Linked DNA regions of Mus musculus: regions 2, 3, 4, 5 and 6 are each linked to region 1. The links are chromatin contacts, called in public HiCAR-type, HiChIP or PLAC-seq and promoter capture Hi-C maps. All regions are on one chromosome and are shown on one strand. The core of a region is the stretch at or near the end of the contact, and the rest is flanking DNA. Distances in the headings are between cores, read along the strand shown.

What was found. Promoter capture Hi-C pulls out the DNA fragments that hold promoters and counts their contacts. HiCAR-type assays count read pairs that join an accessible place to other places. HiChIP or PLAC-seq counts read pairs in DNA pulled down with a chosen protein or histone mark.
Region 2: a promoter capture Hi-C map of pre-B cells shows a contact between it and region 1, with 2.9 times the contacts expected there. The contact joins the promoter of Rbm38 here to the promoter of Pfdn4 in region 1. A contact is called at or near these places in 3 of 39 promoter capture datasets (3T3-L1-derived adipocytes, hippocampal neurons and pre-B cells), 1 of 115 datasets of contacts at active chromatin or transcription factors (astrocytes) and 1 of 9 other capture datasets (adipose tissue).
Region 3: a promoter capture Hi-C map of pre-B cells shows a contact between it and region 1, with 3 times the contacts expected there. The contact joins the promoter of Spo11 here to the promoter of Pfdn4 in region 1. A contact is called at or near these places in 2 of 39 promoter capture datasets (the C10 cell line and pre-B cells) and 1 of 115 datasets of contacts at active chromatin or transcription factors (large pre-B cells).
Region 4: a HiCAR-type map of astrocytes shows a contact between it and region 1, with 6 times the contacts expected there. The contact joins the promoter of Bmp7 here to the promoter of Pfdn4 in region 1. A contact is called at or near these places in 2 of 39 promoter capture datasets (hippocampal neurons and pre-B cells) and 2 of 115 datasets of contacts at active chromatin or transcription factors (astrocytes and embryonic stem cells).
Region 5: an H3K4me3 HiChIP or PLAC-seq map of forebrain shows a contact between it and region 1, with 18 times the contacts expected there. The contact joins the promoter of Mocs3 here to the promoter of Pfdn4 in region 1. A contact is called at or near these places in 2 of 39 promoter capture datasets (both in the C10 cell line), 2 of 15 datasets of contacts at CTCF or cohesin (the G1E-ER4 cell line and large pre-B cells), 1 of 484 Hi-C or Micro-C datasets (the G1E-ER4 cell line) and 1 of 115 datasets of contacts at active chromatin or transcription factors (forebrain).
Region 6: a contact with region 1 is called in an H3K4me3 HiChIP or PLAC-seq map of embryonic forebrain, with 3 times the contacts expected there. The contact joins the promoter of Tfap2c here to the promoter of Pfdn4 in region 1. A contact is called at or near these places in 1 of 39 promoter capture datasets (embryonic stem cells) and 2 of 115 datasets of contacts at active chromatin or transcription factors (astrocytes and embryonic forebrain).

What each region holds. Positions count from the first base shown.
Region 1 is chr2:170,508,355-170,513,527 of GRCm38.p6, forward strand. Pfdn4 (prefoldin 4) reads left to right here and starts at 2,876. Exons shown (of 4, transcript NM_001110152.2): 1 at 2,876-3,115. The coding sequence starts at 3,092. Gm16796 (predicted gene, 16796) reads right to left here and starts at 3,573. Exons shown (of 3, transcript NR_040367.1): 1 at 2,485-3,573.
Region 2 is chr2:173,019,154-173,024,326 of GRCm38.p6, forward strand. It overlaps Rbm38 (RNA binding motif protein 38), which reads left to right and starts at 2,749. Exons shown (of 4, transcript NM_019547.2): 1 at 2,749-3,117; 2 at 3,639-3,762; 3 at 4,174-4,228. The coding sequence starts at 2,887.
Region 3 is chr2:172,976,733-172,981,905 of GRCm38.p6, forward strand. It overlaps Spo11 (SPO11 meiotic protein covalently bound to DSB), which reads left to right and starts at 3,110. Exons shown (of 13, transcript NM_012046.2): 1 at 3,110-3,292. The coding sequence starts at 3,162. It overlaps Gm52538 (a long non-coding RNA gene), which reads right to left and starts at 2,388. Exons shown (of 3, transcript XR_003953974.1): 1 at 2,346-2,388; 2 at 1,512-1,609.
Region 4 is chr2:172,938,078-172,943,250 of GRCm38.p6, forward strand. Bmp7 (bone morphogenetic protein 7) reads right to left here and starts at 2,244. Exons shown (of 7, transcript NM_007557.3): 1 at 1,578-2,244. The coding sequence starts at 1,992. Gm40010 (a long non-coding RNA gene) reads right to left here and starts at 1,568. Exons shown (of 3, transcript XR_867069.2): 1 at 1-1,568.
Region 5 is chr2:168,228,036-168,233,208 of GRCm38.p6, forward strand. Mocs3 (molybdenum cofactor synthesis 3) reads left to right here and starts at 2,587. Exons shown (of 1, transcript NM_001160330.1): 1 at 2,587-4,268. The coding sequence starts at 2,600. The coding sequence ends at 3,982. It overlaps Dpm1 (dolichol-phosphate (beta-D) mannosyltransferase 1), which reads right to left and starts at 2,344. Exons shown (of 9, transcript NM_010072.4): 1 at 2,158-2,344. The coding sequence starts at 2,318. Gm20716 (predicted gene 20716) reads right to left here and starts at 2,344. Exons shown (of 12, transcript NR_132310.1): 1 at 2,158-2,344.
Region 6 is chr2:172,547,481-172,552,653 of GRCm38.p6, forward strand. Tfap2c (transcription factor AP-2, gamma) reads left to right here and starts at 2,113. Exons shown (of 7, transcript NM_009335.2): 1 at 2,113-2,402; 2 at 3,927-4,409; 3 at 4,516-4,567. The coding sequence starts at 2,355.

The DNA of each region.
Region 1 (5,173 bases), core at 1,626-4,125:
ACAGTTGTGGAGGTGAACAAGTCCAATGTCAAGCAAGGTGCTGGAAGGTTCTATGCCTGGAGAGGGGTCTGGCCTTTTCATCCAAGAGGCCTGTGTCCTTCCCATTCTGGGAGCTGTCAGATGAAAGAACTAGTGCCTGACTGCAGTGGTCAGTGGGGATTTTGGTGGCATGCTGACTGGACTAAGAGTATCTTTGATTCCTCCACGTTCCTCCAAGTGGCCCCTCACACTCCTGAACGTAACCCCATCCCCCACCCTCCCGGGTGGGATAAACTCATTGTTTCACTAAATTGAACTCGTGTGGCATCCTTACTTGGTTCCATCATCGCTTTCCTTTCTAGGGTGAGCAGATGTTTGTCCATGTCTCTCCAGGGAAAAGTGCTACCCGAAGATCAGAGAGGGAGGCGCGCCTTGGTTTGGAATTTTAGTTTGACCGGTCCTACGTGCAGTGGGGAGGTACGAGGATTTCAAACCCTGTCAGGACAAAATAGCTTACAAACATCTTTGAGTCAGATACAAACAGGATAAGATGAAAAGACGTCCAAAACATTGGGAAATGGGCTTGGATGCCTGAGAATTCAGTCATAGTCCTTGGGTGCCCCCTGCAGGCAGATGATCAAATTACTTCCTGCTAGCGAGATCTGTGGCTCCTGCCACTCAGACTTTTCCTCTTCAACCCCAGGGAACGCAGGACCTTGGGGGAGGGGCACTTGCGCGAGCGCACACGCACGCGCACACACACTGTCACAAAACGACAAATATGCTCATCATCCCTGTGTGACGCAGTCTAAAAGCTAGGACAAGCCTGGACAACATTCACTTCCAATGGAATTTGTTTTCTCTTTCTTTTTCGTGCCTCTCTGGTGGCGTTCTCCTGACGAAAGCTGCATGTGTTTCCCTTGCTGGGACAGTCAGCCACATTTACACTAACCACCCTCTCTGACACACTATCCTTATTTAACGGGTTGTTTGTGGTCTGTCTCCTGTCAGTAGACAGCAAGGTGCTGGGGGACGGGGTACTTTATCTGTTTGACATGCAGCATCCCCAGTGTCTGGTGTCTTTTCGGTCCAGTCAACATGCCACTAACTACAGATTCTCCATGACCACTGCAGCCAGACACTAGCTCTCCCTTCTGAGTCTGGTCTAAGGGTTACAGAGTTCAGGACTGGGGTTTGCGGTATATACAAATGAGTTCCTCAAAAGTGGTGCCACCGTAGTAATTCCAGGTCCAGAGATTTGACTCTGTATGTGCAACTGCTAAGTAGCAGAGTGCAAACGGCAAACCTTCCTCAGGAGGGTGTTAGGACTTCACTCTGTGGAGTCCAAGTTCATTATATCCAGAGGGCTTGATGGTATGCAAGCAATGAGCAGGATTGCATTGTAACGATAGGAGATAGATTGTAACCAAATGGGCACATGCATTATACATTAGAACAGCGGTTCTCAACCTGTGGGCCGTGATCCTTTTGGAAAGTCGAATGGCCCTCCCACCCAGGTCAAGTATCAGACATCCTGCATGTCTGGCATTTACGTTACAATGTATAACAATAGCAAAATTACTGTTGTAAAGTAGCAATGAAATAATTTAATGGTTGGGAGTCACCACAACGTGAGGAACTGTATTAAAGGGTCACATTAGGAAGGTTGAGACCCACTGCGTCATAAGCAGACAGGCGAGATCTGCCCCTCTTCCCCTCCTTGGCATGCCCTTGTGCTTGAAGCCATAGGAGGGACTGGCAGAGATGCAAGAGCGCCCAGCCGTGCTTTTACTGTCCTGCGGCTCACACCTGGTCCTCCCTGTCCCTTGGTAAATGAGACAATGGCCCATACCCCAATACTCTAAGCTCTTCTGCCCTCAGACCTCCGACTTTCTGAGAGCAAAGTCTTGGCTACCGAAGTTAACAATGGCCCTGGTTACTAAGGAAGCTCGGTGCCCACTGGGCCCTGTGTGGGCAGTCTTCCCAGGCTAACATATTTGAGCGAGTGGAAGACATATTTCTGAACCAATTTAATTTTAAACACATAAAAGAATTCATTTCAGTTGCACATGATGGAGCACGCCTCTGATCCTAGCGCTTGGAGAGCAGAGGCAGGAAGATCTCTGTGAGTTTCAGGCCAGCTTGGTCTACACAGCTAGTTCCAGGACAGCTAGGATTACATTGCAAGACCCTGTCTCTAAATATAAATAGCCAAGCAACCGTCCAGTAAGCTATTATCTAAGCATTTAAGTTTGTTATAGCGCTCTAGGTCAGTGGTTCTCAACCTATAGATCGGGAGCCCTTTACAGAAGCCGCCTAATACTATCAGAAAATAGATATTTATTGACATTATGACCCAGCACCGTAGCAAATTTACATAATGAAGTAGCAACAAAACTACTTTTTATGGTTGGGGGGGGCACTACAACATTTAACTGTATTAAAGGGTCTCAGCACTAGGAAGATTGAGAACCACTGCTCTGGATCTTTTTGGGTGTCACCTACCTTTGGCTTCATCTATTCCTGGCTGATCCCCTAGTGTCCCCTGCAGTGATCAGTGGCATACAAGCTAAGATCAACTTCAAGAGTGGCCTTCAGCTTGTAGCTTCGCCAGCACTGGGTTTTTATGTGGTAGGGGCTGTAGATCGAACTCAGGTCCCCATGCTTGAGTGCAAATACTTGACCAAATGATTTACCAAATACTTTGCCGAAGCCACGCCCTTACCCTCCTTAGCTTCTCTCTAGGTTGTTGAATAAATGGAAAAAGAATTTCTTAAGCTTCCCATTCCACACAGCTGGGTGGTACCCAGCGCTCCCCCTGCTGGCCGTGGCTGGGATCTCGGGCCCGACTATTGGCCGCTTTTGGTATTTATGCCGGCCGAGAGGGAAGCTGCCTGTCCCTTTAATTGGAAGATACCAAGTGTTTCCAGGGCATAGTTTTTTTTCCTGAGTCCTTGCCCTGGGAATTTATAGTTCAGAGACACAGATAGCAGCAGTGTTGAGATAGTGCTGTGCGTTAGGGGGGAGTCTGGCTCAGCAGGGCTCGAGAGGGACCTCGGGGGGTGACGCACGCCCGAGTGGTTTTCCCCCGCGCCCCGTGGTTCAGTCCAAGATGGCGGCCACCATGAAGAAGGCGGTGAGTGCGGCGGGGCCGGGGTCCGAGGAGCCGTGGGCCGGGGCGTGTGAGGAGACGCGGGGCGCTGGGGGCCGGGGTCTGAGGAGGTGAGGGATGCGCGGGGCCGGGGCCCGCGCTGGGTACAGGGGTGCTTCTGTCCGCTCCGCTCGCCGTCAGGGCAACCGCCTCACCTGCTCAGGGTCGTGCATCTCCTCGGGCACCGGGTCGGGCTCCGCATCCCGGGCCGTCTGCTACCGCATCCCGGGGCGTCGTCTGCTACCGCACCTCTGTGCTCCGCCCCGGACCGCTCCGGTCGGTCCACGCTCCGTGCACCGAGTGTCTAATTGACGTTGAGAGCAGTCGGCCCGAGCGAGCGCGGTGGCTCTCCGGGCTTTTCCCAGCCATTAGGAAGGACACGGGTCCCCACGCTCTGCCCCGCACACTTCACAGCCAGCCAGCCAGCCAGCCATTCCTTTGGTGACTCATCTGGTGAGATGCTGGGTCTGGTGATTTTTGTTTGGTCAAATTAGAGCTCTTTATCATTTTTAAAACGACGTCCGATCCTTGTTCATGGGGCTCGGTGTGATGTCTTATCACACTTTTGAAAGACACGGACTTGTGTGTGTGTGTGTGTGTGTGTACACACCAGACTGGTCCACGGCTTCCTATGCAGTCAGAGATGATTTTGAATTTCTGACTCTCCTGCCTCCACTTTCCAGGTGCTGGAATCACCGGTGTGTGCCACTACCCCTGGCTTTTGGTGTGCTGGTGTGGTGGACCCAGGGCTTCATGCATGACAGGCAGTAGACATGGCTATGCAACCCTTTCAACCAATATTTTGAAACTTGAGCTAAATTTGAGCCACCAACTTAAGTTAAACTTCCATGTGGGTTTTTATAACCTAAACGTGTTTCCAGGAGTGCAGGTGTATCTAATACAGGGAAAGAATTGCAGAGGAGGGGAAAAAAAAAAAAGAACAAACAAGCAAACAGCTGATAGCTATTGGGGCTTCACAGTGTGTTCGGACAGTTCTTAGCATTTGCTAATTATTTTGATCTGCTGTGTCAACCTTTTGGGAGATTCTGTATTTATTCACTTTTAGCTGAAGAGGAAACTGAAGCGCAGAAGAAAAGCTGTGATTTAAAGAGCATTTGCACTCCAGGCTCCTGTCTGTCTGTCTCTCTGCCTCTGCCTCTCTCAGGCTCCTTGTCTGTCTGTCTCTCTGTTTCTCTGTGTGTGTGTTAGTGTGTGTGTCTCCCCCCCACCCCACCCCGGGCTCCTTGTCTGTCTGTCCGTTTGCCTGTCTGTCTCTGATGAGAGGCGCTTGGCTGAAGACAGTTGCTTTCACTCTACTTTGTAAGGCCCCTGTAGAATGCCTTTGTGTTCTCGCTGTTGGCACCGTGTAGTCAGTGCTTCTGACCACTGAAGGTTGATGCTCAGCATCCCAGTTCATTAAGAGGGAATGGCTGCTGAGCCTGGGGAGGCTTCAGAGTTCGAAAGAGCCCCTCGCCCTGGTCTGTCACCCACAAATTATTACACGGTAGCAGAGTACAGTCCGGGGCCACGGTGATTTGGCCAGGTAGGAACAGGTTCATTTTGCCTCTCTTGTTAGACTGTGCTCTCAGCTGTGGGTTACACTGGTCAGTTCCACGATAAACATTGTCCTTGCTTTTGCTTTTCTGAGACAAGGTCTCACTGTGTAGCATTTGCTGGTCTGGAACTCTTAAGAGATCTGACTGTCAGCTGAAATTGTGGAGAGCTTTTTGGCTGGGGACCCAGATCTCAGTACCTGAACTTGGAATAGAGTATGGTTTATTTCCTCTTAACAATCCCATAAGGTGTTACTGAGGCCAGGGTGTAGTCAGGGTCCAGGGCAGCTTACTTTCTTCTTGAATTTGGAGCAAGTCATGTCTTGTATAACTAGCAGAATTCCCTTAACTCTACAGTGATCCTTTTTGCCATTCTGCCTTCATTTCTCACATAGCCCAGGCTGGCCTCAAACTCACTATGCAGCTGAGGATGACCTTGAATTGTTAATCCTCCTGCCTCCGCCTCCCAGGGGCCAAGTGGCTTCTGGTG
Region 2 (5,173 bases), core at 1,499-3,998, 2.5 Mb after region 1:
CTGGACCGTGCACCTACCTCTCTGGGATTCTGTCTTCCCAGACCTCACAGCAGGGGACCAGGGCAGCTTCTGAACGAGACTGGGAGGATGAAGTGGGGTCTCAGAGTTGGATTGGCTCAGGATCCTCTGTGGATGAGCCTCCGTCCACCCCACCTGAGAACCAGGCTGACGAGAATGGTATAAGGCTGCCTCTGGTTAAGTCATCTATCTAGGGAACTCCTCAGTGAGCCAGCACCGCAAAGGCCAGATGAAGTTCATGTTTAGTGATGCTAGAGGCAGTTGCCAGTACTCAAGAAATACCACTGAGCCAAGCTCAGGGGGCAATAGCAGCACGTGGGAGGCTGAGGCAGGAGGACAGGAAGTTAGAGGTTGGCCTGGGCTGTATAAAGAGACCCTGAGTGAGAGGTGGCAGGGAGGCGGGGATTCGTTAGTAACTGCAGCTGTCACTTCTGGGCCTTTTGCAGTCACCCTTCCCTCTCCCCACTGGCCGCGCTTGCTTTCTTGCCCTCTTTGTCCCCTCCTAAGTGCCCACCTGGGCAACTGTGCCTAGCGGGCGTGCTTTTTATGCAGACTTCTGCAACTGCACGGTTCGGGAATGAAAGCTTGGCGAGTGATTGCTTCCCATTCATAGCAACCCTGGCCCGGAGTCGCGGCCGTTAGGGCATAAGTGTTCAGAGCAAGGCGAATCCACACGCATGGGAGGGAGGTGGAGAGCCTGGACAGGTGCAAAAGTGGGTGATACGGAAAACCCAAAGAGTCAGGGGGAAGCTACGAACAGGGACGGCCATCCCACAGCCATAGTTTCAAACTCGCAGGTTTAGCCAGCCCCCCGGGGTCACGCCCGTGCGCCGCGTTCTCGCATGTTCGGAGGTCCCCTCCCCCTCCTCCCGCCCAGCACGTGCCTGCAGCGTCCGCCCAGCGAGCTTCTTGGGGCGGGGCCCTAGGGAAGCGGAGGGGCGTGGCTGGGCGGTGGCAGGGGCGGTGCTGGGACTTGTAGGCGAGGAGCCCTGAAGCTAAAACAGTCTTTGCCACCAGCTGCGCTATGCCACACTGGGGAAACTGAGGCCCCAGGAAGGAATCGAGGTGGCTCAAGACTTCAGGGCCAGGAAGTCTCGACGCTTTAGGAATAAGTAAAAAAAAAAAACAAAAACAAAAACAAAACACACTTCAACGAGTTTTCAAAAGGCGCTTCTTTAAGGGGTCTTTGGTCTGGAGCCCCCTCCTCTTTACGTTCCACCAGGGATTCACTCAACAGACGCCTCTCTTGCTAATCCCTACGCTACGCCTTGAGCAACACTTGCTAGAGAGCTCCGTCAGCAGCAGAAGACCTTAGACCAGAAAGAAGCCCCGGTTGGGTAGGGTCTGGGGAGAACAAGCCTTACAGCAAAGGAAACTTGAAGCGAGGAAGGTAAAGCCAAGAGAGTGAGGCGCTGGGCAGGGGTATCCCCAGCAGGCTCGGAGTTCTGCTCTGTGTGAAGGGGACTAGACTGACTGGGGCTGAACCTGCCCAGAGGCTGCCTGCCTTACTGTCCGCCTTGACCAGTGGGGCCAGGCCAGTTTTAGCCCCACTAAAAGCTGTAGGTCTTCAGGTCCCAGTGTGATAACCAGGAATGGGGACATGAGGGACGCAGGATCAGGGCTGCTTCCTGGCCCGGAGGCTAAAGCATCGTGCCTGCTTCTGTGCTGAAATTCCCATTTTCTTCTTTCTATTTTATGGTTTCCCATCATACAGGCTAGCTTCTGACTTTCTGTGTAGCAGGGTATGGACCCGGAACCCTCCCACCCTCCCAACTCCTCAGTATTAGGATCACCGGTGTATTCCACTCGGCTGTTTGAAATTTCTGTCTCTAACAAGGGCCCCACGTTTGCATTTGCGCTGGTGGGGAAGAGTTCTGCAGACTGGCATCATGGTCCCAGCCTTGGCCCACGTTCTACACAGGCCATGTCATGCCTTCTGCTTGTTCTCCTGCTAAGGGTGACCCCACAGGCGGTCCCATGTCAGTGACATGGGAGCCCAGCCGCCTTTGTTCTTCCTCACAGTAGAAAGTAGAAAGTAGAAAGCTCTTAGCTTTCTACAAGACTGTAAAAGGTGTATTCACTATCGATTAGCCCTCATTTTCACAGACTACCTAGTGTCCCGGGGTATGCCATTGTTGAAGTCCCAGCAGAGAATCCCTGACACCACAGGACCGCCAAAGTACGTGTGATGTATTATGGTGTGCGTGTGAATTATTTTTATAAACATGGCAAATTCACTTTGCCCTTTATTTTTATTTTTTATTTTTTGGAGACAGGGTATGATTTAGTCCAGCTGGCCTCAAACTTAGTATATAGCCAAGGGTGGCCTTGAACTGACTCTCTTTCTTGAGTGTTGGGTTTACAGGTGTGTGTCACCAGCCAGGTTTTTGTGATGGGGAGATCAAACCACAAGGGTTCGCGAATGAGTAGCTGAGGCACTCCTTCGGACCTTTTTTTTTTTTTTTTTCGGACCTTTTAACAAGTACGTTTGCACCCCTAGTCGCTCGGGTGTAAACCACTGAATCAAGCAACGCTTGGAATATACCGGACCGTGCGCCCCGCGAGACAGACAAGCTGATACCGGCGAGCACCTAGGGGCTAAGTCACCTCATTCGCCGGACCCGCGTCCTGGCACGCGGGACGTACTTAGAACTACAATTCCCGGCGGCCCCCGCTTCCAAAGGCGTGTCTTAAACGAGAGGGGCGTGACCGCGGGGCGTGGCCGGCTACAAAGGCGGCCGGCAGCTCGCAGGGCGCGGAGTAGACGCTTCGCGGCGGACGGAGAAGCGGCGCGGGACAGCGTGGGGAACTCGGATTCGGCCTGGGACACCCCCGCATGCGCCGGCCGGCTCGGTAGCGGCGGCCCCGATGCTGCTGCAGCCCGCGTGCTCCCCGAGTGTGTTTCCGCGGCCGTCCGCCGCCCCCAGCGCCATGCACGGCTCACAGAAGGACACCACGTTCACCAAGATCTTCGTGGGCGGCCTGCCCTACCACACCACCGACGCATCGCTCAGAAAGTACTTCGAGGGCTTCGGAGACATCGAGGAGGCCGTGGTCATCACCGACCGCCAGACCGGCAAGTCCCGCGGCTACGGCTTCGTGAGTGCCCGCGGCGCGCGCACCTGCCGCCGCCCCTCCCCCACCGCCTCCCAGACCCGCCGCGCGCAGCCGGGACTCCGGGGCTTCCCGGGGCCGTCGGCCCTTCCCCCACACTTTCCAGCTGCCCCAAAGAAGCGTAAGCTGTTAGCGCCAGCGACTTGAAGACGGTTTCCCACTTCCTTCCACTCTAGTGTCCCCAAACTAATTCTCTGAGAAAGTTAACGGTACTTACTGATGGCCTGGACAGCGGGGGGGTGGGGAGGACTCCCCTTGAGGTTCCCTTTACTCCACTTCCTAGGGGATTGTCGCTGTCCTTGAAGGCACTCCGCACTTGAACTTTGGGGAAGGAGCTGCAGCCCTGGAGGCAGAGAAGACAGTGCCCCAAGGGTCCTAAATACCAGATACTCTTCTGGGAGGAAAGACCCAGAGATGGCCCGATGCCCGGGCAAAACCCCCTTCCCTTCTCTGCCTTGTTTTCCTCAGCCAGCCACCAAAGCCCCTGACCCTCTGTGTTCCTGCAGGTGACCATGGCAGATCGGGCAGCGGCTGATAGGGCTTGCAAAGACCCTAACCCTATCATCGATGGTCGCAAGGCCAATGTGAACCTGGCCTACCTGGGTGCCAAGCCTAGGAGCTTACAGACGGGTAAGAGCTTTGAGTTTTCTTTCCAGCCCTCCTTGTTTCTATATTCAGCTTTGGTATCTGTCTGATGGAAAAACGCTGCCCCCGCTCCCCCTTTGTCCCCGAGTGGCAGCCAGCAATCATGTGCCTGCAGAGGCAGCCCAGGGCAACCACCCCTGGCTTGGGAGCTTGCTCCTCTTTCTCGGCAGTTTATGGTCCCAGGGATAATGATTTTTTTTTTCCAAAGTCTCCTACTCTTGGGGAGGGAAGAAGTCAGATGCCGACCAGGCAGGGGATCATCCCGAAAAGCTGGTACAGCCTGTGGACTTAATGTGCTTTGACCAGGAGAGTGGCGCGTGTTATTTGCCCTCCCTGTGTGTGGCCCTGGGACCTTACCCATGCAGTGTGCTGTTCCTAACTGCTCTCTTGTTTTAGGCTTTGCTGTTGGTGTGCAGCAACTACACCCCACCTTGATCCAGCGCACCTACGGGTGAGTGGCTGTAGCTGGCTGTGGGTGGGAAGGAAGGCCTTGAGGTGGGACAGCTGTGGACCTCTCAGCTCTTCTCAGGGCTGGGGAATGGCTGTTTTCAGAAATTAGATTGTGTATTGGGGGTGTGGAGGGAGAGATAAGACCCACTGCATTTCTCTAACCCAGAGGGGAGCACATGTCTTCGAGCCTGGTGTGTACCTTGCCCCCAGTTATGCGACACCTCCTCAGCCAGGTGTCACATGGGCATCCACTTCCTCACCTGTGCAGTGAATGAATGTGGGGACAGCTTTTCTAACTCTCTCGAGTTGGGGAGTTTGGCACACACCTAGTGCGGGCAGCTCTTCTGAAGTGTATGTTAAGGCTGGACCTGGTGGGCTGGGCTCTTCCTGGAGTGCTCTCTGATGTGGGCAGATGCCACGAAGGTAGCTACTGTGGGTCTGTACCAGCTGAGGTTTGATGTTTGTGAATGGCATAGTAGGTGACTGCCACTGGTTGGCTTTTTGTGTGAGTCACTTGCTCTGTATCCCCCTCCTTCTATCTTGAAAAGACTGATAGGCCTGGTAGCTACTTAGGGAAGGACTTGCACAGTTAAAGAGACACAAAAGTTGGACCCTGGTACTTGGTCTGTTTGTTCAGTGTAGACTAGCTGTGAATGAGCCGGTGGGTGGGGACTCTGACACGGACCCTACCTTCTGCAGTGGCAATCTTGTCAAATCCTGGCTGCTGGGTTTTGTGTCCCAGGTTGGGGGGTGGGTAGAGTGGGGTGTCTGTTGGGGCTGGAGCTGAACTTGGCCAGCACAGTGGGTCAGATGACTGGAGAGGGTGCTGCTTGCTGTCTCTAAATGTGCTTGTCCCGTAGGGTGGCACCAGGATTCTTCACAGTCATCCTTGGGGACTGATGGGAGTTGAGCAGGAGCTGTCGATGGGGAACTATGGTTTAGGCCC
Region 3 (5,173 bases), core at 1,860-4,359, 2.5 Mb after region 1:
TCAGGCACAGCTGGCTGTTGCCAGGTAACTGTGGGGTGAAGCCTAGAACAACAGCAAACAGGAAGCACTCTTATGACTGTCCACTTGACAAGCTCTAGATCCTCTGGGAGACAGACCTCTGACCACGCTTATGGGGATTTATCTTCAAAACATAGTTATTCACTTCCTTTTTAAAAAAAATTTTATATGCATGAGTGTTTTGACTACATATTTGTCTGTGCACAACGTGGGTGCCTGATGCTCACAGGGGCCGGAAGAGGGCACTGGACTCCCTAGGACAGGAGTTATAGATGGTTTCGAGCTCCAGTGGGCAGTTGTTTTGATTAAGTTCATTGGTTTGGGAAGATCCATTCTAATTGGGCAGGACCATTCTCTGGGCAGGAGATCCTGAAGTGTATAAAATGCATTCATGGAGCCGAGCCTACACCCACCCATTCATCCCTGTTTCCTGATTGTGGGTGACCCACGACCAGCTACTTCCTGCCAGATAAAACAAGCCCTTTCTCCCTCAAGTTGCTTTTGTGGAGGTGTTTTCATTGTAGCAACAGAAAAAGAAACTAAGACCTTCATCCTGACAAAGTCTAGGGAAATGCTCAGAGGGCCAGGGGATGAAAAGGTCTCAGCCGGGGAAGCCAGACAGCTTCTCTTCGCCAGCAGTGCTGGCTGAGGCTTGCTTGGAGCCCACTGTGTTTTTCTGGTCCTGTCTCCCATCGTGGGGCTGGAGCTGCCTTTGAAGTGCAGGTGCTGTAAACAGCTGCTGCGGGCACACCGCAATGCTCACACAGCACAGCAATGCTTCCTTGCTCCTCTACTCCTCTCGGAACAGAACGAGGCAGGATGCCTGCAGGGCAGAGGCAGATGCAGCTGCTGGCAGAACGCTCCCTCCCCCCACCTTTGTCACGGAGGTGGGAACCCCCGCCAGGCACCCAAACCCTGAGTCTCTCTCAAAGGATCTGCAGGTTTAGGCATCTTTGTTCATCTGCAGGCTCCTCCCTAGCCCTCCAGCCACCTCAGAACTTTTCAAAAGTCCCAGAGGAGGAGAGAGGCCTCTGGTGGAGTCTGTAGACCTGCGATTCAGGTCTGTCTCCAAGGGACATAAAAGGGGAGCCGTGTGTGAAACTCAGAAGAAAGCTGTGATGTCACCTTGCCCTCCCTCTTCAAGTCCTTCTGAAGCTTGCCTGTTGTGTGGCTGTCCTCCGGAGGAAAACTAAAACCAAAACCAAACCAACCAACCAAACAAACAAAAAGGCCACCACTCAGGACAAAGGGCTAGTTCCGCCAGGAAGAACCCTGCAAAATGCCAGCCCACCCTGAGCCAGACCCCTGGAGGCCCCTGGGTTCCCCAGGATCTGACATGAACCTGGCATCAAAGCCTCCCTCTTGGAGAACCGGCTCGCATGCTCAGCCTCGCATGCAGCTCTCAACCTTTCTGAGCCCAGACTCTCCATCCAGAAAATGAGGGTGAGTTTTCCCTACTCATTTCAAGTGTACCTATCTCCTGGTACACTTACCTGAGGTTCGCCCGTTTGTGTTCAGTTGCTGCATCTCCTTGGGCTGAGGGCTTCCTGAGGACAGAGACCTAGCTCCCTCATCCCTCTGGTAACCAGCACTGCATAGCACATGAGAGGCAACAGGAAGGAGTGTGATAATGATAAAGAAAGGCTCTTCACACAGGTCTCACACACACACACACACACACACACACACACACACACACACACACACACACACGCAGTGTTGGCTTTTAGCCTAGGCTCCACTCCATAGTTACTTGGCAATAGCCAGCTGGGCCTGACTCATTATAAAAGGGGTTGCTTGCCCCCTCCTCTCTCTCTCTCTCTCTCTCTTGCTCTCCTGTCCTTGCTCTCTTCCCCTCTTCCCCCTCTTTCCCCATTTCCCTCCCCCCTTCCTCCCCCCCATGTGCTCATAGCCAGCCTCTACTCCTCTATCCCCACCCCCCCTTTCTCTCAACTCCCTTCCCCATCCATGCCCTAAATAAACTCTATTCTATACTACAGAATAGTATAGGGAAGTGTGGCTGGTCCCTCAGAGGGAAGGGATGCCTCAGCATGGGCATGCAGAGAGGAGGCTGTTATTTCTGCCACTAGACTATTAGAAATAAAAACTATCAACTGGGGCCTGTGGTCAGGTGGCTCTCACGGGATCAGTCCCAGCATCTCTCATACACCTTGATTCAAGCCACTTTGGTCCAGTCAGTTTTTTACCTCATCCCAGTCTCTCTTTGTTAAGGATACGGTTCTAAGAGTCAAGGCTCCTCTAGGACTTCAGAAATCCCACCTTCTGCTCTAGAAGGCTCAGAGAGAATAAAGCGAGACATGTCTTACCGTAGGTCTGCAAGGAGAGGAAGTGATATTCACGCTATTAAGGCTTAGGATGGAAATACTATTTTCAGATAAGCAACAACTTTTTATATATTTTTAAAAATTCACTTTTTTTAAAAAAATATTTTTATGTGTGAGTACCACATGCATGCAGGAACCCACAGAGGCCAGAGGGCATGAGGTCCCATGGAAGTGTAGTTTTAGGCAGATATGAGTTGCCTGGCGGGGGTCCTAAGAAATGAATGAACCTAGGCTCTCTACAAGTGCATTAAAATTCTTAACGCCGAGCTTTCCCCAACGACAATCTTCTTAATAAAAGCAAATCCCAAACATGTTTTGGACAGTAAAAAGCCTTTAATCCCGGCACACAGGAGGAGGCAGGTGGAGAGGACCTGGTACAGAGGCAGGAAGCCAAACCAGGCAGAAATGTTTCCCTTCTCCCATACCTATCCCCAGGTCCATGACCGTCCTAGTGAAAAGTTGTAATTATTACCTCCCCAAATGACCCCCCAAAAGAGCTTTGCAAGTATTATTTCCCCTAAGTTATCAGACCAAGAAAACCTCGACCCCAGAGATCTGCATCTGAGAGCTTCATGTCCTCCCTGAAGGGTAGTGTGTGTGTGTGTGTGTGTGTGTGTGTGTGTGTGTGTGTGTGTGTGTGTGTGTGTGTGTTGGGGGGGCGCCTCAGAGGCCCCTGCGCCTGCGCACTCTGCTCCGCGGGCTGTCCCGCGGTCAGTGGTGCAGTGCGCATGCGCGTGGCTAGAGCGCGGAAAGGTTCGCAGGGGCAGGAGGCCTCAGAGCGGCTCCGCATCCGCCATTATGGCGTTCGCGCCTATGGGGCCCGAGGCCTCGTTCTTCGACGCCCTGGATCGGCACAGGGCTTCCCTGTTGGCCATGGTGAAGAGAGGCGCAGGGGAGACCCCTGCCGGGGCCACCCGCGTGGCCTCTAGGTACAGCAGCTCGGCAGGGCCATGGAAAGCCCGGGAAGGTTCCTCGTGGCGCCGAGGTGGCCTCCGTGGGGAGAGCGTCGGAGGCCACGTCCGAGCCCCGAAGTCGGTGCTCCCTAGTGCTCCCTGGTGGTGACCGGGACCCTGTACACACCAGATGTTTTCTAGAATGTTCCAGGCGCCCCGCTCTGGCTTAGTTCCTAGGTTTATCAGTGTCCTTTATAGTCAGAGAGCTTGAGACTTGCTTTGGATTTATGGGGCTTTGTCTTGTTTTGTTTTGTTTGTTTTTGTTTTTGTTTTAAATGAAAGCTGGGCTTTAATTTCAGCACCGGGAGGCTGAGGCAGGCAGGTTTCTGAGTTTGAAATCAGTAGTTCCAGAATAGCCAGGGCTGTTAGACAGAGAAACCCCATGTTGAAAAAAAATTGTGTGTGTGTGTGTGTGTGTGTGTGTGTGTGTGTAAAATAGGTTTGGGAGTGAGGGATAGAAGAGGAAAGAGAAAGTGAAAAGCGTTTACTCTCTGAACTACCACTAATTAATTTCTCAGAACTAACAAGGACATCATCACATTTTAAGTAATTTATAATAAGACTTTTTTTTTTTTAACCTGAAGGGAACAGATGAACATATTGTAAGTAATTTCTTCACAACCAACTACAGAGACTCTCCTACGGTTCACCTGACTATATCTTGACCTTCAGTATTTGTCTCAGCCTATTCCAAACTTTGAAAAAAATTGTGTTAGAAAATAGTAAATGTTTTAAAATCCATTTTCTGATCTATCCCCCCCCCCACATACACACAGTAGAAACGTTGAGAATTGTGTGGTTGTTAAAACTCAACATTTTGCCCATCTTCTTTGTTTAGCTTGGCTTTCCTCCTTAGGCAATGTGCCAATGTTGCTTAAAATGATTGAGATATATATTTTTTTTAAACTGATGGTTTGTGAAATTAACAGCCAGCTGGAGAAAGCTGGGTTCAGTCTTGATATTTTGTGGTAAAGAGGCATGATTTTTTTGTGGCCAAGTGAACTATTTAGTACAAAATTCATTTTTTTTTCTTTTCTTGTAGTGATTAATTTTTTTCCTTTTGAATCATTACAATTTAAGATGGTTAATTTTTAGTCATGATATCAATTTTAGGGCAATGTGCTATAAGAAAGTATGTATGTGTGTGAGAGCGAGCGCGCTTGCTCACTTGCAGGAGCGTATATGTGTGTTAATGTTTCTGCATTGAATTCTTGGGAAGGAAGTTCAAAGCTAGTCTTACATCATCCTCAGTTAAAACATTTTTACAGTAGTATTTCAAGCCAAGTCTGTATTGAAGTTCAGCGACATTGAAGTAAGTTAATGTGAGCAAATAAAAAATGTATTTGTAAGTTATATTAGCTCGTCATTAATGCAAAAGGGTTCTTTGAAAGAGGAATTTACAGGTAAATCTAATTTTTTGTAAGTAAGCGCTATGAGAACAGTTGTTGGAATCCATGCCAAGGTAAGAATTTGGTAAGAGAGATGGTTACTGACATGTGTTTGCAAGGCTTAAAGAGACAAACAGAAGCGAGGAGGGGTGGTCCACATCTGCAATCCCACCATCCAGGAAAGCAAGGGAGGATTGTGGGTTTGAGGCCATTCTGAACTTCATGGTGAGTTCCAGGTTAGCCTTTGCTACCTTGTGAGACCTTGTCTCCAAAAGCAAGACAAAACAAAACAACAAAAATATGATGAAATAAAGAAATTGTGCCAGGTGGTAGATGTCCATGCCTTTAATTCCAGCACTTGGGAAAGAGAGGCAGGCAGATCTCTTGAGTTTGAGGCCAGCCTGGTCTACAGAATGAGTTCCAGGACATCTAGGGCTCCACAGAGAAATCCTGTTGGGGTGGGGATTGG
Region 4 (5,173 bases), core at 994-3,493, 2.4 Mb after region 1:
CAGGAGAGAGCAGGAGAGGCCATAAGCTCTGACCCTCACGCAGGGAGAGGGCCTTGTTAAGCCTGGCTTCGGGATGGCCTCACAGATCCATGCTGACCACATGCTGCTAAGCATCTATTGAGGACTCTACTTTAGTTTAAGGTGATAAATCCACATATTAAAAAAAAGAACGGACACAGTGAAAGGCACCCTCCATCTGCCAGCAACCTAAGCCCTACCCCCAGGAAAATCTCTCTGCGATTGGCCTTTCCTTCCCTCAGGACCTAGAGGCCTTTCCAAAGCAGGGCCTCTTCTTAACAAGTGTCTAAGGAGAATTAGAATTTGCTCTATATTATTTTGGCAGCTCTATCACCAGCTTTTACACCCTGACCCTTGAGTCATTATTTTATATTTTTGACCTTTAATGGAGCCAGACAATATCTCCCAGAAGCTCCAGGGCTTTTTATCTAGAGCTGAGAGGATTAACTGGGACCCTGTCTTCACGGAGATCCCTTCCGAGCCCCGGGTGCCCAGCGAGGGAGGGGTGGTCTTCAAGCTTCATTATTTCCAAGTTGACACGGCGGGAGCCCATGGTGCGTTTGGTGTCTTGACCTGGGGTTTTCTCAGCAACTTCCACAAGCAGAATAAAAGCGACACAGGAAACGGCACTATCAGGACTTGTTATCACCAAAGCCAAATATTTGATGATCTGCCCCACAGCGCACGGCTGGGGGTTAGTTTGAGCAAGTTGAATACGTGTGCGCGCACAGCTGCAGGGGGAGCTGTCTCAGACCAGCCGCAACCCAGCCTCGCATCACTCACTGGGTTGGCTGGAACTCCAGCAGGGAAACGGGTTCCCCAGCCATTCCATGGCGGCCTCTGTTCCGAGGTCCCCAGCCACCCAATCGCCAAAACCCGTGGTTTGCGCGCCACACGTGATAAACGCTGAAAATGGATTCTGCCCGCCCGGGACCTATCATTAAACATTTAAAATAGAAAACTCGCAATGGCAACGTTCTTTCCCCGGCTCCAGCCGAGAGTCCAAAGGTGGGCGACTGGCGGCTAGGCGAGGAGCCCCGCGGCACTCCGAGCGCACGCCGAAACCAGCGCTCCGCAATGGGACAGGTAGGGTCAGAGAGGGGAAGAAAAGGGGATGCGCGGGATGTCAGAACCAAGCTGGCCTCAGAGGGGCAGAGGAAAGGCGGGAAGGCAGCTTTGCCCACAAGGGCCCTTTAAATCCAGGTAGCGCGGGCCGCTGAAGCCGGTTCAGCTCACATGACCCAGCCGGGCGCTTTGAACTAAGCCGCTGCCGAGCCGGGACCTCCCGCCCCTGAGTGAGATGAACCCGCGGCGGAGCAGACAGAGACTCAGGGCTGGGGGTGCACCCTCCGGATAGCCCGGACAAACCCTCCGAGCCAGCAAGACTTATCCGAGACGCACAGAGCTTAAAGTCTACTAAGACCCCGGGGCGAAGAGTCTCTGGCGGGCACTGATGCTTTGCAAATGGAAAGGTGGACCACAGTGGCTGTAAGCAGAGACCCTCTCCCAGTCCCAAAGTGGCCCCAGTCTGAAATATATCCCCTCCCACCGCCACTCACCTAGGTTGACGAAGCTCATGACCATGTCGGCGTCAGTGAGGAAGTGGCTGTCCTGCAGGCTGGCTAAAGGGGGGCCCTGGGTACTGAAGACGGCCTTGTAGGGGTAGGAGAAGCCCTGTCCGTCCGGCCCGCTCTCCTCCACCGCCATGGCGTTGTACAGGTCCAACATGAACATGGGCGCCGAATTATGCTTTCCCTGGAGGTGCGGGCGCGGGCGATGGGGCAACCCTAAGATGGACAGGATCTCCCGCTGCATCTCCCGCCGCTCCTGGCTGCGGAGGCGCCGGTGGATGAAGCTGGAGTGCACCTCGTTGTCCAGGCTGAAATCGGCCAGGGCGGAGCGCAGCAAGAACAGAGGCGCCCAGAGCGCCACGAAGCTGTGTGGCGCCGCAGCGCGCAGCGAGCGCACGTGCATCGCGCCGGCTCTACGCGCGATCCGGGGCACCGGGCCCGCGCCGCCCCAGGTGGCAGCGGAGGGGGCAGGGCAGCGGTCCACGACCCGAGGTCACTTGCTGCAGGCGAGCTTCAAGGCGGCCTCGCCACACATGGCCACTCCCCGGCCGGCTGCGCTTTGCCCGGGACGCCCCTGTCCTTTACTCAGTTCTGGCCCGGGGCCCCTCGGCCCGCACTCGCCAGGACGCACGGCAAGGCTAGCACAGCAACTCCAGAGAGCGAGCAAGAGAGCGAGGAGGCGGGCCGGGGTGGGAGGAGCAGCAGCTTGCAGACCTACAAGTCCGGAGAGCGAGTGCCGGAGAGGCAGCTGGGCGCTGAGCGAACCCTAGCTCCCTCCTCCCGCTCTGATCGCGCTCGGGCCCGCGGGCACCAGCAACAAACCCCTTTCCGATCTCCCGCGTGCCCAATACAAGGGCCCTGCGCGCCCGGATCGCCCGCCCGCCGCCTCGGGAGCCCCGGAGTTGGGCGCGCTGGGGCCGGGGAGCGGGGGAGGAGCGGGAGGACTGACTTCCCCGCCCCTCCCGCTCCCGCTGCCTCCCACCTGCGCCTGTCCCCGCCCTCCCCAAGCCTGGCCCAATGGCTTCATTCATTCCTCCCAGGGCGCTCTACAAATATTTACCGAGTGCCCACCGGGTGTCCGGCACTGGGACAGACGCCGCAGGGACCCAGAGAGAAGAATCCCAATCTGCCCAGCTCTCTCGGGACTCGCACTTGGAAGTGGCCAAAGTGTAGCAACTAAGGGCTGTGCTAGGAAAGCATCCGGGAGGGAGCGCAGGAATCCGAGAAGGCTCCTCGGAGGTGGCCACTCTTGGACCTGGCTCATCTTTCGAACCGCCCCCCCCCCAACACTCCATTTGCTCCAGTCATGCAAAACCCCCTCGGTACCCCCACCGCTTGCCCCTCTGCTATCCTGGCTTTTGTTCCTCGGGGAACGTTCTCTCCCTGCCCCTCCCCCCTCGGGTGCCACTTCCTCTGGGAACCTTCCAGGACTGGCAGAGATAATGTGGAGATAAAGTTCTTTCTACACTTCACTCCCCCAACACACACACACATACACACACACACACACACACACACGCGCACACACACACACACACACACACACCTCCCCTCAAGTCCAGCACCCAAGGGATCCGGGCCCAGGTACTTCTCGGCTTTTCCTTCCCAAGTATCTTTTAACCCAAAGCCTTCAAACCCCAGATGCTGCAGCTCTACAGAGTACATAAGTGAAATCTGGGACTAGAGAATGTTCCCACCCCCCTCCTCTCTTGGGGGGGCGGGGTCCTGACATGAGTCCTTTGGTACCTCACTGTCTAACAACCCCACCCCTAGCCCCAGGTAGGGCCTGAGGAGTAGGCAGTTGGTACCCAAGTTCAGAAGAGCTCCCGACTGCATTTTCCTGTCTCAAAGGACTAGCCTCCCTCTCCTCCCAGGAGGAAACGTCCCAGACAGATACTGGGTCTCTCAGTGGATTGCTGCTCTTTGGAGCCTCCGTTTCCTAATCTGAAAAATGGGAGCAAAGCAGCCTTCACCCAGAATGGCAGTGAGTGAGTGGGGATGGTGAGCCAGGCTTCCTGCTTTGCTGAAGGTGGGCGACAAGCCAAGCGTTTCAGGGGTGGTAAAATGGCAAGTAGGGGCTGGGGAAGGGCCTTGAGTAGGGGGTCCCTCTTGAAGTCCTAGGGTGAGATGGGAAGCCTGGTCTTTCAGGCTTCCTGGAACAGAGATAACTACCTAGGTCTCTCAGGGCTCCTTGGTAGGAATTTTAGGTGATGTGACTGTCTGAGGGGCTAAAAGAGACATGCAGGTCTTAGCCCAGGCCTTGGATGCCACCAGTACTGAGTCCCTGGCCAGTGCAGACCTGAGAGGCCCCTCCCTGGACCTGCTGTGGTGGGTGATCTGAGGCCAAGCAGGCTGCGAGCTGGAGACATGACCTCCGGTGACCATGTTACAGTTCTTGATATTGAATAAACAAAGGGGCCCTGCCCTCATCCTGAAGGCTGTGTGTGGCCTTCTGTGGCCTGCATGGGTGCCACACACAGGCCAGGCAGGAGAACGTTGGGTGAGTGGGCAGGCAAGCATGGCAACCTCCACGGCTACCTGGTTCTTGGGCCCCTGGAAACACTAAGGACCTTCAGTAAGGTCCGGAACAGAAGGGTAGCAAGCAGTCTTTCCCTTTGCTTCTCTCTGAGAAGCGTCAGAGCCCAGTCGGAGGAGGCACCGAAGAAGGGAGAGATAGGGCACCTGGCTAGCCTTGGGTAGAGGAGGGATGTGTGACCTATGCATGGACGGCAGCCATGACAGGAGAACCACCTTGTCCTCTGTCCATGAAACAAAGCCGTGGGCCACTGAGTCTCCACAGAGAGACTGGGCCACACAGATGAAATGACAGGTGGGACAGACAGCTTCAGAAGGAAAGCTTTTCCTGGAAAAAAAAAAAAAACTATCAAGAAGAGCCCAGCCAAACCGCATTTGTCCACAGAGCAGTGTCAAGAGCTAAGCCAGCCCCAGCCCTGCCCGAGAGAGGCCTCTGCTAAAGCCTCTACAGGCACTTCCTCCTAAAGTCTAGGCTGACATCAGGCTAAGGTGTACTGCCCACAGAAGCCTTAGTTCAAATCCACCCTCCATCTTTGGGAGCATCTCCCTAGCCAACAGGGAGCAAGTGGGGGGCTTCGAAAGGGAAGAGCAGGTCAGTTTGCATATGGGAAACACTCATTTGTCAGGGGTTCCTCTGGGCTCCTCTACCAGATGAAGGCCTGCCAGAAAGAGGCTCTCCGTGGGGACCTTCTTCCCACCACAGAAGCACACGTACACTCGCGGCGTGAGTGCACACACACACACACACACACACACACACAGAGCAGTTATCTCCTCATCAAGTGTCTATTGGGTAAATGGTAATCACTCAGACCTAACCTAAAAGGCCAATGGGGGGGAGGTGGACCATGAGAGGCCACCCCTTTCTCCCCAGGCCCCTCTCCCAGGTCCCTACCTCCCAGAGGCCACCTTTTCTCATTCCTAAGACCCCAGAGATAAGATCCCCTCCGAACTCCTTCCACCCCATTATCTCTCAGTCAAACCCTGGGGGAGGGAGGGTGCTTCTGCACTTCCTTTCCCAAAGGTGTCCCCAAGACCTCACCCAGCTG
Region 5 (5,173 bases), core at 1,337-3,836, 2.3 Mb before region 1:
AGTTGGTTCGGTGGTAACAGTGCCTGATATGCAAGCAAGAAAGTGCATTTGGAAACCCAGGAACCAAAAGAATAGGTATGACTAGGCATTCCTGTAATTCCTTCAGTCCTGGAGGTGGGGGTGGAGGTGGGGGTTTGAAACCCCTAAAATAACAGAAACTCAAGAATCCACCAGCCTAAGGGGACACTCTAGGCCGAGAGAGAACAGTTTTAAACAATCCAAAGTGGAGAGTGAATGAGCAAAGCACCAGATGTTCTCAGCCAGCTTTTGTTCCTGCATGCACCTTGTCCCCAAAACACAAGAGTAGCAGGGACAGTGACCAGCTTCCTTCTGACCCGCTAACTATGGGATAGGTACTTAATTTGGCCAAACACAAATTATGTTGATTTTGAAAAAGGTAATTCCATTTTGATTGGAGAACATCCACTGCAGGATGTAGCTCACTGGAGAGTTCCACCCTCCAGTATCCCCAAAATCACTCAATAAAAAGATAGCCCAGAACTTTAGAGGCTGAGGATGGAGGCTGGGGTGTTCCAGACCAGCCTGGTTACAAAGCGTGAGAGGGAGCAAGGAAGTAGAGTGCCAAGGTTAGGGACGGGGGTGTTGGACTCATAAATTAAACAGAGCAGAGACACTAGCATATAAAACTAGAGCTCATTAAAACATCTGGAAAAATCTGGCAGAGCCAATTTAAAGATAAAACCTGGGCTGGAGAGATGGCTCAGAGCACTAACTGCTCTTCTAGAGGTCCTGCGTTCAATTCCCAGCAACCACATGGTGGCTCACAGCCATTTGTAATGGGATCTGGTGTCCTCTTCTGGTGTGTCTGAAGAGAACTACAGTGTGCTCACACAAAATAAATAAATCTTAAAAAAATAAAAATAAAACATAAAGAAAAAGGATGCTCGCACCACACATCACAGGGCCACCATATAGAAACTGATTTTTATTCAGATGCAACCAAAACAGCAATCCTAAACCGGGTGGTGGTGGTGGTGGTGCACGCCTTTAATCTCAGCACCTGGAAGGCAGAGACCAGCATCTGAATTCCAGGCCAGTCAGGGCTACATAGTTTTGACCTTGCCTCAACCAATCAAACCATGCAGACTAAGGCTTTTACAAATCAGTACGGTAAGGTTGTGCTTTCTAGAAAGAGGAACTATGTACCAAGTATTTTGTTTTTCTGAGACAGAGGCTGCTAATATAGCCCTAGCTGCCCTCGGACTTGGTACAACTCGTTTGCAAACGTATCCCTTGTAGTGCATAGCTTGGGATCAAGTATTTTTTTCTTGCTATTAGAAAATATGGGCACAGCGTCCTCATTGTCGTTTGAGAAGCAAAAGCCAACCAACAAACAAAAAGCTCTGGAAACAATCTGTGTTCTTCTGACGCACTGTCTAAAACAGCGCACTGCTACGCCATCCTACTCCTGCAAAATCCCGTTCTGTAGGTTGACAGTAAAAGATCGCCCATGATCATCACAGCATGACACTCATCTGGCCGTAAAGTACTGACTCCGTCCTGCCACTGCCATCAGGAGGCATTTTATTTACTGTTTAGTTCGGAGACCTTTTTTTTTTTTTCTTAAATGCGTAACACTTTCACTATCAAAATTCTTGTTCCTAAGAGCTAGGGCTCTGCCTAACAAAGCGAAAGGCCCCGTGTTTTTCAAAACAACACACAAATAAGCCCGGGTTCCTAATCAAACTCGGCGAAGATGCTCGCTCCCTGCCAGCTCATCAGCAGTTCTCTGACAGCGCAAACAACAAGCTTACGTAAGCGCTCGGCCCCAAGGCGATGGGGAGAACGCTGGCTCGGGACTCCCGGCTCCGGCGGCGGATCCTGACCGCCCAGAGGTATGAGGTCATACCTCCTCGCCCCGAAGTCAAAAAGAAGTTAAGTTAGCCCTTTAGAGAGAACAGGCCGGGGACGCAGGCCAGCGCGATCTGTCAACAGATAGACACCGGACTCGCTAGAGACCTGAGCAGGAAGGAGAAAGACGCGGGGCTGTGCTCCTCGGTTCTCCCCGCTGGGGAAAGCCGCGAGCAGGCTCGGGAGGGAGCGGAGACCGGGCCTCCGGGGGTCTCCTCGCGCAGCCAACCGCCGACCTGCAGCCCGCGGCCGGCTCCCGGCCCCCGCGCGAGAAGCCCCTTCTACCTCTCGGAGAAGCTCTTCACCAGCAGCCACACGATGAGCGGCAGGTTCTCCCGTTCGTTGTAGGTGGGCAACAGCACCGAGTACTTGTCCTGTCGCGAGGAGCGGCCCTGCGGCGGCCGCGGAGACGCAGCAAGACTGCGACTCGCCCCCGTGGAAGCCATGACGGCTCTGCGAGAGGCGCCGGAAGCGGACTTACGTCATCCGACACGGGCCGTACCAAATCTCGGAGCATGGGGGAGGCTCGGCGCTCCGACGTCCCAGTGTGGTCCCCGGGAAACTTCCAGATATGGTGACCGTTTCAAGCCAATCGTGACGGCTTCCCCGGATAAAAACCCATTCGTTTCACTTTCAAGGGCCAGGAAGCGTCTTCGTTTTCCAGTCGCTAAGAGACAGGCAACCGGAAACGGAAGTCCCTTCCCGGCTCTTTCCGGAAGAGGCTGTCATGGCTGCCCCGGAGGACGTAGCTGCCTTACAGGCTGAAATCACCCGGCGGGAGGAAGAGCTAGCTTCGCTCAAGCGGAGGCTGGCCGCGGCCCTGACAGCCGAGCCGGAGCCCGAGCGTCCGCTCCGGGTCCCGCCGCCGCCGCTGGCGCCCCGGGCCGCGCTGTCGCGGGACGAGATCCTCCGCTACAGCCGCCAGCTACTGCTGCCGGAGCTGGGCGTGCGCGGGCAGCTGCGCCTGGCGGCGGCGGCGGTGCTCGTGGTGGGCTGCGGCGGGCTGGGCTGCCCGCTGGCGCAGTACCTGGCGGCGGCCGGCGTAGGCAGGCTGGGGCTGGTGGACCACGACGTGGTGGAGACGAGCAACCTGGCCCGCCAGGTCCTGCACGGGGAGGCGCAGGCCGGCGAGAGCAAGGCTCGCTCGGCGGCCGCGGCGCTGCGCCGTCTCAACTCGGCGGTGGAGTGCGTGGCGTACCCGCGCGCGCTCGCCGAGGACTGGGCGCTCGACCTGGTCCGCGGCTACGACGTGGTGGCAGACTGCTGCGACAACGTGCCCACGCGCTACCTGGTGAACGACGCGTGCGTGCTGGCCGGCCGGCCGCTAGTGTCGGCCAGCGCGCTGCGCTTCGAGGGCCAGATGACCGTCTACCACCACGACGGCGGGCCGTGCTACCGCTGCGTGTTCCCGCGGCCGCCCCCGCCGGAGACAGTGACCAACTGTGCAGACGGCGGCGTGCTCGGAGCGGTGCCCGGCGTGCTAGGCTGCGCGCAGGCCCTCGAGGTGCTCAAGATCGCCGCCGGCCTCGGCTCCTCCTACAGCGGCAGCATGCTGCTCTTCGACGGCCTCGGGGGCCACTTCCGCCGGATCCGGCTGCGGCGCCGCCGGCCTGACTGCGTCGTGTGCGGGCAGCAGCCCACCGTGACCCGCCTGCAGGACTACGAGGCCTTCTGCGGCTCCTCGGCCACCGACAAGTGCCGCGCCCTGAAGCTGCTGTGCCCCGAGGAGCGGATTTCTGTGACCGACTACAAGCGGCTTCTGGATTCCGGGGCGCCCCATGTGTTGCTGGACGTCCGGCCTCAAGTAGAGGTGGACATCTGTCGCCTGCCGCACTCTCTCCACATCCCTTTGAGTCAGTTGGAACGCAGGGATGCGGACAGCCTGAAACTCTTAGGGGCTGCCCTCCGGAAAGGGAAGCAGGAGTCGCAGGAAGGGGTTGCTCTCCCGGTGTATGTGATTTGCAAACTGGGAAACGACTCCCAGAAAGCTGTGAAGGTCCTGCAGTCCTTAACGGCAGTGCCGGAGTTAGACTCTTTAACTGTTCAGGACATCGTGGGGGGACTCATGGCCTGGGCCGCCAAAATTGATGGGACATTTCCACAGTACTGAGAGGACAGCATGTGATTCGTGTGGATGACGGTTGTGATACCTGAAGAATCTATTCGAGCTTTACAAAATAATGTAGGGAAGAGCCTGGATTCACGGTCTCCGAATAAATAAACGGAGACCTCCCCCCCCCCCCCCCCCAAGGAGCTTTTTGAGAAAAGAGGATAGCATTGCCTCTGAGAGCTACTTTTGGGCACTTGTGCAGCACCTTCAACATGTGACTTGGTACGACAGGATTTTTTGTTTCCCACCCGGTCAGATTAAACTGAGATTAAACAGTTAAGATGCAGCTTTTACAACTGAATTAATCACTTACATTCATCCTATTTTTAAATTAAGGTCTTCTTTGTGAGGTTGCAGAGATGGCTTAACTCGGGCTACCCCCCACCCCTACCCCATGGGGGCGGGACATCCTGGTTTGACTCCCAGAATTCATGAGTTGGCTCTGCAACTCCATTTCCATGGACATCATATGCTGTCTCCTCGACTCCTCCAGCTCCGGGCAGGGTCTTGGTGTACAGATATGCATGCAGTCAAAACATAAAGTTTTAAAATATAAGAAAAAACGTTTTTAAAAAGATATTGAGTCTTAATTCTACTTCAAATGATAGGCTATATATACCCCTTAAAAATACTTAACATGGGTAGCATTTTCATTATCTGGAAGTTGATTGTTGTAGAACCGATTGAGAGTTCAGAGTGCAGTCTTGACAGTTTAGCAACATGTGTCCATCAGCTTCCCTCAGAAGTTGCTAGCATTTTTCTTGTACTTAGCTCCAGTCTCTGCCTTCGGCTATACCAGTGGTTCTCAACCTCTTGGTCGAGACCCCATGGGGGTCAGATGGCCCCTTCACAAGGTTGCCTAAGATAATTGGAGAACAGATATTTAAATTATGATTCATAACAATAGTAAAATCACAGTTATGAAATAGCTATAAAAATAACTTTTGTGGTTGGGTGGGGGGTCACCATAACTTGAGGAACTATTAAAGGGCTGCAGCTTTAGGAAGGTTGAGAGCCACTGGCTTGTGCTCTGGCCGATAACACGTGGCATTGGTTTAACTACGTTGTGGGCCTGCTTTGGAATTTTCCAGTCCTAAGTTTCAGCCTTTTGCTCCATCCCTTTGTCTTTCTCTTTGACTCAGTGTACTCTATTGCAGCATTTTGTTTTGTTTTGTTTTTGTTTTTCGAGAC
Region 6 (5,173 bases), core at 863-3,362, 2.0 Mb after region 1:
CGTCTTTCCGTGGGCGATGGTAGGAGATTGTTTGGAGCGCGGGAACCATCAGAGAAGCTGAGCTCTCAAGGAAGGCGGAAGCTTCCTGCACCTGGACTCTGTGTCCAGGTCCCGGCCCCCAAGCTGGGTGTGGATGGGACAGGGTCCTCCAGAGTCGAGGAAATCCTGTGTGCAACTGTCCTCTCCATCAAGCGCTGCGCTGTCGCTTTAGAGAGAATGAATAGCCTTGTCTAGCGGTTCCCAAGTCCCCAGACTCGGGGCGCGGGGGGGGGGGGGGGGGGCTGAGGAAAGGCGAATGCAGACCCTTCATGCCCTTCTGTCGTCCTCCCCCCTCCCCACTCGGCCGAAAGCTCCGGTGCAGAAAGCACTCGGTCCCCCTGGGCTTCTTGGATTATCGCTGAGGTGGGAAGAACAGGGAAAGCCTGGGGTAGGGTGAGCCGCACCGCCCCCCCTGGCCAGGAGAGGAGCGGAACCCCGCCAGACCTGTGACAGTTGCCTTCCAGAGAGAGCCTGGGACCTGGCGTTCCCAGTCCTGAGCTTGATGCGGGCAGCACCAGTTCTTTCTGGAGCAGGTGCCCTCTTCTCCCGCTAATTCCAGGGCCTCTGTTTTGGAGGCTCGGTCTGGATTGCCTGCCTTTTTAACTTAGCCGGAAAAGCCCCCTTGATTCCCGCGGTTTCAACTTCCTGGGTCTGTTAGGGTCAACTGGCCAGAAAGCTATTTTGCATGCGGCTATTCTCTAAGACCATGGGGGAACGGTTGGCTTGAACATCTATTTTAATTTTAGTTACTTTACTTCAGGCCTATCTGGGTCTAGGGAAATGCTTACAGACGAGGAGCAGGAAGAGAGCAAATTATTTTAGTCTGTGGATACGGGAGGCACGTTCCCAACAGGTCCTGGCCACTGGGCTGATGGGTATCAAGAATTGTGTAATTGGCTTCGGAATCAATCCGAAATAGTCCCTGCCTCCAATTCCACTGTTTGAAGCCAATCTCCATATACTGTTGGGACGGACTAACAAGATTAGCTCTCGAGAACTGTGGACTTTCTGTTTGGGATGAAAAAAATTAACTATAACAATTAGGCCAATTATTTTCGTTTCGTTGAATTAAAAAATAACACTGAGTATTGCTTTTTGGCTTGGACGGAAAATCTTGGGGTGCAGCAGCATTCTGTGGATAGAAGCTTTGCTTTCTGCCTCCCATGGGACGAGGTGTGCCCATATCTCAGGGCGACCTCCCTGTAGTCCCCCTCCCACTTTACAGCACCTCATTCCACGCGGCCCGTGGCGATGGAGGTTTATTCTGCCTGGAACCTCTTTTCCTGGGCGAGTAGAGGCTTCTGAAGAGCCGCCCGTGACAGCTGCAGAACCGGCGCTCCGCAGGGCTGGGCATCGCAGCAGGGATGGGCCTGGGCGGGGGAGCTCGGGTCTCCTCCAGCCACGGCCCGCAGCCAGATACAGCTTCGGGCTATAGCTGCAGCACGCGGTTGTCCGATTTATTCACAGCAGGTATTACCGTGAGTTTCCTCTTTGGAGCTGGGGGAGCGGACTCCTTCTCGGAATCCTTCCCCTCCCTTCCCTCAGTGGGCAGGTCAGTAAAGTACCCAGGGAGAGGGAAAGGGGGGGGGGGGCACTAGGGAACAGTGGGACTTTAGCTATTTCTCAGCCCAATCCTTAAATGTCTGTCGGAACAGCTGGGGCGAGGTGTCAGGGAACCCCAGGAGTTGAGACACCCTGGAATGGGGCGTCTTCAACTCTCAAGTGACATCCATTTTTTAGGAGGATGAAGGACGGTTCTTGAGGTGGGGAAATCCCAGCTGTCAGCTCTGCCAGTCTAAGGTGTGCAAGGGGGCTGGCAGGCAAAGGAAGCCACGTTTGGGCACCTCAGCTTGGCAGGTCTGCGGTTGTCAGAGACCGCCCACTGATGCCCCTGCGAGCCCCTCGCGACGCCTGGTCCTGCAACACGCTAGGCAGGGTGCGGGGCGGAGCTAGGCAGGGACTGGCTGGGGGCTGCCCCGCCCGGCGCCTGGGCCTCCGCGCGGCGCCGGCCCCCGGGGAGGAGTTATGATAATTTCCTTCCCATTAAGGCGTTCGGGTCCCCCGGCTATCGCCGGGACACACTGTGAGGGTGAGGCTTCTCCGGTCCACGGCTGCGGCCTCTACACACCCACGGCGACCACATCTCTGTGCACAGCCACCGATGCGCGTCCAGTGACTGGGACAGCAAGGCCGGCGCGCGCGGCGGGGGCGGCGGCAGACGCCTGGCCACCGTGACCCCGATTGTGGATTTACCGCTCGGGGGGTGGGGGGAGCCTGGATTTAACTGGCGACTATTTTGGGGGACGCCGGACGCCATGTTGTGGAAAATAACAGATAATGTCAAGTATGAAGAGGATTGCGAGGTGAGCGGGGGCTAGGGAACGTAGCCCCGCCGGCCCGAGCGGGGTCCCAGGGCTGCTGGCCAAGGCTGGGGACGTTTGCGCGGAGCCCTCGCCTTCGGGAGGGATGAGGGCCAGTCTTCGGCCATCTCCTGGGCCCCTTGTTGAATCTGGTCTTGTCTCTCGGGGACAAGGCCTGGCAAGAGCGTGGCAAACCCACCCGCAGAACTCAACTGTGGGTTCCTACGAAGCGCACGGCCCTCCTTTCCATTTTCCCCGAAGAGCGCCCTGTCTCCGGGTCTCAGACGTGGCTTTTTTCCCACGAAGTCTGTCCAGTGTCCACGGAAGCTTCCCTGCCAGCGACACCTTTGAGGAGTCTCCTCCAAGGAAGGCTTGTCACCTGCCCCGCTACCTCCTCGAGAAAGAAAAAAAAAAAAAGAAAGAAAGAAAAGAAAAGTCCAAACAACTGCAACCTGGTTTTCAAGAGAAGTGGGGGTTGGGGACTGTGGGGTGGGGGTGAAGCCAGATGGGGCCTTGAGCGCTCGCGAGTACTCTAGCCTGTCGGACAGGTTGAGCTAGAGTTTCGGAGAGTAGGAGGGAGGGAGGCGGCGAGCGGGAAGAGGAAGAAGATTCAGGCGGCGCGAGGCGAGCACCGGGGAACGTGGGGAGGAGAGGCCGGCGGCCAGGCTGCGGGAGCGCACCGCACCCGCACGACCTCGAGGGGCTGCCCCTGCGTGCATGCCCGGGCGGCTTCCGCTAGGGGGCGACAGTGCCCCGCTCCTGTGTCCCTGCTACCCTTCTGACCCCTGGGACTGATGAAGACACATCTTTTAGGAATTAAGTCTGACCGCCTTGGGGCGAGGGGACGTGCGCAGGCAAAGGTTGCCCAGTTTGGCAGAGTCTTTTCATTCCTTCTCTACACCGGGATGTGTGAGAACCTTGACCATGGCCGGGCTGGAAGACCTCACTTCCTAAGGCGCAGAAGGCACGGGCTTGGCTAGCAAGGATCACAGCTCCGATCCCGCGTGTCGGCTCCCGGTCTCTCCGGACGACATTACTATGAGGCCTTACCTGAGAGTGTCACTTCCGCGGCGCGGCCGCCTCTTAAGGGAGTGAGAGGGGGATGATCCTTGGGGCGGGGAAACGCGCCCTTCGTCGGCGTTGCGCATTATCCGCGCTATTTGCGCGCCGCAGCGACATGGGAGGAGGGTTGTTGAACGAGGGCGCTGTGCGCCGAGGTCGCCGCACGCCGAACCCCTGGGGCACGGGTAACCGGACTGTGGCGCGGAACGCGCTCTTGGCACCTCCAAGCGACGCAGCGCGGGAACCTTCGCCAGAGGGCTCGAAGGATTCGTCCCCTCAGGTCTTAGACCGATAGGCTCACAACGAAGTCCGGGGAGCTCATTGTCCCCGGGGGCTCTCGGGCTCTGGGGCGGATCGAGACGGGTGGTGTGAGCTTGGTGGGGCGCATAGGTGCCCCTCTCCTGGCTTGCTTGTTCGCTGTAGCAGGGTTTCGTACTAACCGGGTCTCTCCTGTTTCTCTCCCAGGATCGCCACGACTCGAGCAGTAATGGCAACCCTCGCATCCCTCACCTCTCCTCTCCGGGACAACATCTCTACAGTCCCGCGCCGCCTCTCTCGCACACCGGGGTTGCAGAGTACCAGCCGCCTCCTTACTTCCCGCCGCCTTACCAGCAGCTGGCATACTCGCAGTCCGCCGACCATTACTCGCATCTGGGAGAGGCTTACGCTGCCGCCATGAACCCCCTGCACCAGCCTGCGGCCACCGGCAGCCAGCAACAGGCCTGGCCGGGTCGACAGAGTCAGGAGGGCTCTAGCCTGGCCTCGCACCACAGCCGCTCTGCAAGTCTAATACCCCATATTTCAGGGCTGGAGGGGGGCTCGGTGAGCGCCCGGCGGGAAGTCTACCGCCGGTCCGACCTGCTGCTGCCTCACGCGCACGCCCTGGAAGCCGGCCTGGCTGAGAACCTGGGGCTGCACGAGATGGCTCACCCCATAGAGGAGGTGCAGGTGAGCAGCGGGGGCGGGAGGCTGGGGGTGGGGTGGGGGTTCTACCTTACCCTCCAGCCTTTCCACCTTCCTCCAAACTTAAAAGAAATTGTCATTTCCCCCCCAGAATGTGGACGACGCGCACTTGCTCCTACACGATCAGACTGTCATTCGCAAAGGTAAACACTGACTCTTTCCGCTTGTGTCTAACACGTGGCTCTGACCAGTGAAGTTGCCCCTTTTCTGCAAAGGCTGGGGTATTAAGTGGCCAACACGGCTCACGTAGTGGAGAAGACCACGCTTGAACGAAAGTCAGTTCCTGGCCTGAACGAAAAGAACTCTCAGGAGCTGTGATTTTTAAAAGATTGGGTTTTTTTTTGTTGTTGTTGTTTTTTGGGTTTTTTTTTTTTTTGTTAGTGGCCATATTTTTTTGAATCAAATGTTTCAGTCTGTAACTCAGAGTGGCCTTGAATTCCTTGTAAGCCTCCTGGCTCAACCTCCCTAGTGCTGGCATTACAGGTGGGAAATACAATTTAACTTAAAAACGGGGGTGGGGGGGAGATACAAATAGTACCTTAGTTTTCTTATTCTGTAACAATTTTTATTCTTCAACAAACTGACCTAATTTTACTTTTTAGAGGTACATTTATTGTGGGGGTCAACATCTAACCTGCTGACGTCGGTTTTCACTGTCCACTATGTGGGTTCCAGAGATTGAACTTGGGTGTCAGGCTTGGCGGCAAGCACCTTTCCCTGCTGAGCCTTCCTTCTTGCCGGCATAAAAG